Regions from separate parts of the Capsicum annuum genome. Here region 2 is linked to region 1. The links are chromatin contacts, called in public Hi-C maps. All regions are on one chromosome and are shown on one strand. The core of a region is the stretch at or near the end of the contact, and the rest is flanking DNA. Distances in the headings are between cores, read along the strand shown. Region 1 holds the start of LOC107859510 (U-box domain-containing protein 8). Region 2 has its middle 10 kb from the start of LOC107859513.

Region 1 (4,027 bases), core at 1,011-3,510:
TCCTCCTTCTTCTTCTTCTTCTTTTTTTTTTAAAAAAAAAAAAAAAAAAAAGATTTCTTTTCAAGCCAACCTATAACGACAAAACATAAAAGGATTCCTTTAAGCTACTTGGAAGCTGCGAGAACAAATTGGAGAAACATTTTACTAGTTTGTTTACCCCAAGAAACAGCAACCCAATTAGAACTGACAAAATTACAAGTCATCCTATAACGACAGAACATCAAAAAATCTTCTAAACAATTTGGAGGGTACGAGGATTAGCAGACCACTACAGTCCACTAAGATGATACCAAATGCAATCATGAAAAATGGTATAGGAGGAGAGGTCAGACAGATTTTAATATACAGTAACATACATAAGTGAAATTCCACCTCATGGAGGTATGAGGCAGATTTTAATATGTGATGTGGAAATCTCCAAATCAAGATCAATAGACGTTTGAAATACAACAATTGAAAAACAAGAGATGTGCCACAAAAAGTACAGTAAGTGAAATAATTTTAAGCAAGTGTACCAATGTGCACATACTGTTGTGGATAAAAATAGCCAGTAGAACGAATCTTTCTTTTCTTCATTCATCACCCTTTCTCAACATCAATCATTTAATTACTTTCTCTTTACCTGCACTAACATTGGACACTATAGTATCTGTATACTGTCATGACTTATGAAGGGCTCTCATTGATCATTCTTACTACTGACTGGAAAAGATTGGATTTTTAATTTTACATCAACATATGCAACAAGAATATTAAAAATCACAAAGAGAAAGACATTGAGAGAACCATTGTTTTTTTTTTTCTTTTGTCATCTTTATTTTAAAAATATAAACCAAAATAACGAAATAGAGATGCACATTTTCCCCCTACAATTCTACAGTTTTTGTACAAATGCAAGAAAAACAAAAATTATTTTGAGGACACCCAACTCACCTTCTTCATAATCCATCAAAATCAACACTTTCCAAATTCACATTTTTTTTAGTTTCCTAATCAATCAGAGACTTAATCTTTTTCCTTGCAAAACTTGAATCAAGCTATTAGCATTCCTTCTCACTTTCTCATTATCATCTTCTAATAAGCCAACACAAATCTCAAACACCCCTTCTCTTACGACCAAAACACGCATCCTTTCACTGTAATTACACAACAAACTGATAGTCAATAGAGCATATTGCACAGCTCTGGATGACCCATTTTTCAAGAATTTTATCAATATTTCCAATAGTCCACCAAATTTGATCATCTCTTGACGACCTTCTTTACATTTTGCTAACAATCCCAATACCTCAACGGCTCTTCCCAGGCCCGAATTAGCATTCTGAATCAGTATTGGAACAGCCCGATTCTCCACGGCCCGAACCCGATTGTCCGGGAAAGAAGAGAGAGTGTAGAGAGCAGTAGCAGCTTCCTTTCTCTCTCTACCATTTCCACCCCAAAGAAGTGAAATTAACCCAAGAATCGCATCTGGGTATGCCCCAATTGTTGCCTTATTCACTTCCACCACCGCTAAACTCGTCAAAACCGTGGCGGCCACCGCCCTCGAGTCTCCGGTACCTCTCCGTAACGTTGCAACCACTTTCCCCACAACCCCTTCAGCTACCAAACCCACTTTGTTGTCATCATCCAAGCTCAAATTCAACAACAAATGAAGCGCTTTCTCCTGAAAACCACCCGAATCATCATCGAAATCAACACAATTCAGCACAGCAGAAACAGCCCCGGACTCAGTGAGCTTCCGTCGGATCGCTGAGTCACGCTTGGAAAGCTTACTGAGTTTGTCAAGCGAGTTGAGCTTAGAATCCAACGGCGAAGAAGCAGCAATAAGGGTTTGAATAAGGGACTTCGGTTCAGGGTAAGATAGTGGTTTAGGGAAAGAGACGAGGGTATAATTGGAAATGAGACTACGAAGTGCATGATTAGGGATTAGAGAAACCGGGTCGGATATGGGCAGCTTTGTAATCGGGCAAGTCCGGTGACCGGAGTCAAGCCACCGTTGGATTGATGAACGGTCAAAGGTATGACCCGACGAGAGAATAACCGGGTCGGACATAATTTCAAGGGAAATCGGGCACCGAAAGTCATCCGGGAACTGGCTCGGACTTGCCATTTCTGTTTTATCTCTCTACACTAGATTCTCTCTCTCTCTCTCTTTCTCTCTCTATACGTATCTATTTAGCCTATAAATATATAGTAATGTGTGTGTGGAGGTAAGAGAGGGTTTATGAGGTTTAGGTCAAAGGAAATAGTGTACACTATGTGAGGTGGTGCAAATTTGAGGTGGAGGAGCTTGCCTTGTGACATGCATTGCCATGTGAAATTACATTATTCTCCTTGAAAATGACATTAGTAATACTCTAATTCATGTGATATAATAATAATAATAATAATAATATGTCTTTTTCTAGATCATTTTAGTACAAGTCGATCATTTATTAAAAACAACTTTTTCTACCTCAAGAAGGTAAAAAGAAGTTATGGATATGTTTATAATTTATTTAAATTAACTTATTTTAAGTCAATATAGCTTCTAAATATTTACGTAGTGTTTGATTAAAATACGAAAATGCAAGTAAATATTTAATTTTACGTTTAAAAAATCATAATCTAAGTTTACTTTTAAAAGTCAAAAATGTTATTGGATTATACAATTTTTTTTATTATTATTAATATAACTTGTTGAATAATTGGAAAACACTAGGAAAGTGAAAATAGTGATTTGGTGGATAATGACAAGTATGCTATTTCTCAGCTAAAATGATTCAAATGGATTTGTCGGTCACTTTTTCCCTAAAAAAGGGAAATTGAATCTTAGTTCATATCCTTAATTTAAGTTCCTAAATCTTTTCCTTAACTTAAATTTACCAAATTACGAAAACCTACAGTTTGATCAAAAAGGGGTATTTTTGGAAGTAAAACTTAGTAAAGGTAGTACCTCAACGGTCCCCTGATTTATTATATGGCTCTGTCGTCACGAGAAAGTGTAACCGTTGTGAAAATTATGTAAATTTATTGATTTACCCTACTGCTACTGTTACAAGTCAACTCACATAAACCTCTGTTTGCTCATAAATTTTATAGCTGATACTTAGAAATTTAAATATTTTGAATATGTATGTTACTTTATTTATGATGAAAATCCCAAAAATTGTGATGATCTAATTTTTGAAAACTTAAAAATACTTAAAAATTATATTTTTAAAATCTGATCAACTTTATGATCAAATAATTATTTGAAAAAGAATTTTCTAAGCTTATTCTAAAAATATGATTTAAAAATAGTTTTAAATCATAATTATGATTTAAAAATATCGTAAAGTTGATCAGGTTCTTAAAATATGATTTAAAAATATTTTTAAAAATTAAAAATATTTAAAATATCATATAGTTTTAAAATTTATGATATTTTTAAATATTTTTAATTCTTAAATGATAATTATGATTTAAAAATAGTTTTAAATCATAATTTAAAAATATGAGCAAATTTTAAGGTCAAATAAATATTTAAAATATTTTTTAAAATTTATAGTTAAACCTAGCAAATAAAAAAGAAACGTGTTAAATTTGAGCAAATTTTTAAAATTTAAAATATTTAAAGACCATATTTTTAAAATTTGAGCAAATATTATGATCAAACAAATAGTTAAAAATAATTTTTTAAATTTATGGTCAAACCGAACAGCGTAGGCACATAAAAATAAATTTATTAAAGTCTTTTAGATTAAAAATATTTAAAAAACATATTATAAAATTCTGATAAGATTTTATGATCAAATAAATATTTAAAAGGCCAAATCCATTGATAGCCCCCTAAACTTGACACCATCTTTCACTTAGACACCTCAAGTGGACGATGTTCATTTTAGGCACCTCAACCAGCTATTAACTGTATTATTTTGACACTTTTTTTACAGTCAGCTAAAATTAACTCTGCTGACATGACATACAACCAATTAAAAAATAACATGTGGCACTTTTTGTATAAAATAATAATTTTAAATAAATTATAATTAAAAAAATCTATTTT
Region 2 (4,027 bases), core at 905-3,404, 43 kb after region 1:
ACAGAAATCTTGTTAGGTTCCTTGTCTGCTGCATAAAAAATGAAGAGAAAATGCTGATCTACGAATATATATATATATTAATTTCATATTTGGTATGATCACTTATTTTCAGATTTTTGTGCTAACCCTTTCTCTAGTCAAATGTGTGCTTATTGGTTAAATATGATAATCAAACTACTTAGACGAGAGCAGAGGCTGTTGCTTGATTAGAATAGCGGCATGAAATTATCATTGGAATAGTATTTCTCTATCTTCATCAGAACTCAAGAATAAGAGTGAAAGCTAGCAACATTCTTTTAGATGAAGATATGGACCCCAAGATATCAGATTTTGATACAGCTAGGATATTTAGTGGAAATCAAAATAAAGCTAAAACTCTCTGAGTTGTTGGAACATAGTAAGCAAGCAAATACTGAAAGGGCTTTTTCCATTATATCCTAATTCCCATTTACCAATACTTGGGGTATTCATAATATGACTACCTTTTATTTGCAGTGCCTACATGTCACCTGAATATGCTCTAGCTAGTCTCTTCTCATTAAAATCCGACGTCCTTAGCTTTGCATCATATTATTGGTGGTCATTAGTGAAAAAAACAAAATCTATTATAATGGTGATTCCCCTCCAAATTTGACACTAGTAAAGTTATAAAATGCAGACATGGTATATCCATCAATAGTCTATTCTTGTCCCAGAGAGATAGCATTACGCTGTATTCAAGTAGGACTGTTGTGTTTGCAAGTCAATGCAGCAGAAAGACCAACTATGTCATCAATTTTGTTCATGCTAATTGCTAAGCAATGAAGCAATGATTCCCTCCCCGAAGCAGCCACTACTTACCCCTACCACAGACTCGGGTACTATTGAAATAACAACATCTTCGATCAATGAGGTGACTATTACAACACTTGATGGTCGTTAGTCAGCTGATGACTGATGATACATAGATGTATCAAGTTGTCACTAATTCTATCTTCTATGATTGAATGCACTAAATTATACTAATATAACAAACCTTGAGATTACCCACAGCTTAGCAGTGTAGGCATCTGATCTTTTCATATAGTTGAAGAAACATTTGTTTTCCGGAACGAGTATAAAAGGAATTTCCCTGAAGAATCATGTTGAAGTATGTAACCTTCTAATTTAATAGCTAATTGCTAGAGATAACATATGTTTATTTACTTGATTATATCTCCTACACATCCTCGTGAGAGTATGGTTAAAGGATATGGTATCCAGAAAAATGCAAAATAGGACGAGAAAATATAAGAATTCTTTCTTCTTTGACTAGCATATCGTCCTGATCTTTCACTGCTTATAACAATTCTCAGGGTCGGTTTTTTTTATCGGAAAAATGGTACAAGTGAATTTGTTATAAGGTCAAGAACACGTGTATCTATTTAACTCGACGATTAAATATTAGCAGTTTAAATATGCTTTCAAATATAACTAAGAACATTAATGAAGTAAAAATAAATTAATGGAACAGAAGAGCTTAGTTGCTTGATATTTCATTTAGATCTGGAGATGATTTATGTGAAAGATTGTTTGAAAGTCAAGACTTAGTAAAATAAAGAAAACTTGGAGCACCAGTATATAAATTCTTGGTATTGTTCAGAATCATAAAATTTCCTTACAAGTATGTGAACACTACTATTTATAGGTAACAAAGGTACTCCGTTAGTCAATAGGTAAGCTTCAATATGATAAAGTAACTTACTGCCTGGCAAATTGAGGCTTGCAATGTGATAATATTATATGGATCACTCACCATCACAATTTGACGAGAGAAGCCAGAGGAGAGGTTAATATGAATAGAATGGGCCTTTCATTCCGTAGAATGATTATAAAAATGAATTCTTTTTCTATGGAAAGAGACATGTATAGCTTTTATACTTTTGGTGTCCCTTGAGGTCTTATACCTCCTAAAATTTTTATGAGTTAATTAGAAATCCTATTATACGTCCTAAAGTTTCTGTATGTGAGCTAATTAGAGATCCTACTTTACCATAGAATGGCGTGTGTCCCCTATTCTTAGTAGGTGCAGAGAGGCCTTCCTTCTTTTTCTAATCTTTTGATCGTAATCAAAGGCATCCACTCTCAATAGAGTTGGATGGAATCTTTTTTTTTTATTTTAAAAGGTATATGCTTCATTTTGAGCCCTAAAGTACTATGTCCAATAGAAATGCTCCACCTAAGAATATCCTTACACGTTTCAGCTAATATTCATCTGTAATTTGAAGAATCTCGTACAAATAAATCTGATGTATATATCCTTTTATCCTTTTACTTTTCTCTTCGGGTCACGAGAACTTGAAATCAAAATATGTCATCAAACTAAAAAAAACTTTAAACTATGTCATATATTTAAAAAAATATCAAAGTCTGCTTAACTCATAAAAAAGGTGAATTATGTAAAAAAATTTTAACGAAACCCAGCTCACGATGTTAAATTTTTTTGAAAAGTGCATAACTCACAATTTTTGTGAGTTATTCATTCTTATATAACTCACAAAAATTGTGAGTTATGCATTTTATTTAACATAACTCACAATTTTTGTGAGTTATGTATTCTTATTTTTTAACATAACTCATGATTTTTGTGAGTTATGCATTTTATTATAACATAACTCGCAAAAATTGTGAGTTATGCATTTAATTTTTTGTGAGTTATGTATTCCTATTTTTTAACGTAACTCGCGATTTTTGTGAGTTATGCATTTTATTATAACATAACTCACAAAAATGGTGAGTTATGCCTTTTATTTTAACATAACTCAGATAAATTTTGAGTTATTTAAACAATGAAAAACATTTTCAAAATTTTATTTAACATAACTCACTTTTTTTGTGAGTTATGCATCTATTTTATCATAACTCACAAAAAAATTGAGTTATATGCTTTTTAAATTCTTCTATTTAAACAGGCGTATACATTCATTTTTTGTATACGATTTTCAAATTCTTCTTCTTCTTCTTCTTCAACTTCAATTCTTTTTGTTTTCAATCATCTTCAACCTCAATTTATCTTTTCAAAAGTTTATCAAATTTTAGAGAATGAATTCTGAACGTGTTAAAGTTGCACTTTTTTGGGATGGCGAAATTATTCACGAGGGAAATACAATATATTATAGTATGTCCCCCAAGTCCAACGCGAAGTATCCAATTTCAATTGGTTATAGAGAATTTGTAGAATCAATTTTTAGAAGAATGAAAATAAAAAATAATAATTTTGATTTATTTATAGTCGGACAATATCCAAATTCCTTCTCATCTCAAGGAATGATAAATTATGGAGAATGGATTATTAGTGATGATGAGTCGTTGACTGAATTTCTGAGGGCTCCTTGTGACTATGCTAGTCAAATAAAACTGAACATTCTTCAAGTTTATGTTAAGAAGGAGAGTAAAAATCATCTTGTGCATTCTCCGATACAGACAAATGTGCATACACAATTTGATGATCCAACAAGTGATGTCAATGCTTATTTAACTCAGTATAATACTTTTTTTGACATGAATGCTCCCCAATACATCATGCCGAGTAGCATGCCAACACAATTCTCAATACCTGATTTGAATGAAACTTTGGATGAAAGTGATCGGTAATTTTTCTTAATTTGTGTTATTATTAATATTTTATATTTTTAATAATTTTTTGTATATTTCTTATGTCATATGTTATATTTTATTTAGGGGGTTAACTCTGCGTGACACGAATAATGTTGATTTATTTGTAAATGACTATAATTATGGTCAATCATCTCAACTTGGATGGATGCACAATGCTGGAACATCTGCAAATGTTCATTTGAATACTTTTTTTGACATGAATGCTCCCCAATACATCATGCCGAGTAGCATGCCAACACAATTCTCAATACCCGATTTGAATGAAACTTTGGATGAAAGTGATCGGTAATTTTTCTTAATTTGTGTTATTATTAATATTTTATATTTTTAATAATTTTTTGTATATTTCTTATGTCATATGTTATATTTTATTTAGGGGGTTAACTCTGCG

What was found. Hi-C and Micro-C count contacts between places; a contact is called where the count stands out from the background.
Region 2: a Hi-C map of placenta shows a contact between it and region 1, with 2.4 times the contacts expected there. The contact joins the enhancer-like site here to the promoter of LOC107859510 in region 1. A contact is called at or near these places in 2 of 5 Hi-C or Micro-C datasets (leaf and placenta).

Annotation. Positions count from the first base shown.
Region 1 is chr2:132,641,989-132,646,015 of UCD10Xv1.1, forward strand. It overlaps LOC107859510 (U-box domain-containing protein 8), which reads right to left and starts at 2,261. Exons shown (of 1, transcript XM_016704549.2): 1 at 777-2,261. The coding sequence starts at 2,110. The coding sequence ends at 998.
Region 2 is chr2:132,684,642-132,688,668 of UCD10Xv1.1, forward strand. No RefSeq gene overlaps it. Among protein-coding and RNA genes, the nearest start is that of LOC107859513, 10 kb to the right of the region's middle. Within about 2 kb of position 2,155, at least 2 of the 5 cell types and tissues checked have an H3K27ac peak or open chromatin away from gene starts, as enhancers often do. A contact at or near this core is called in leaf, where this site is marked.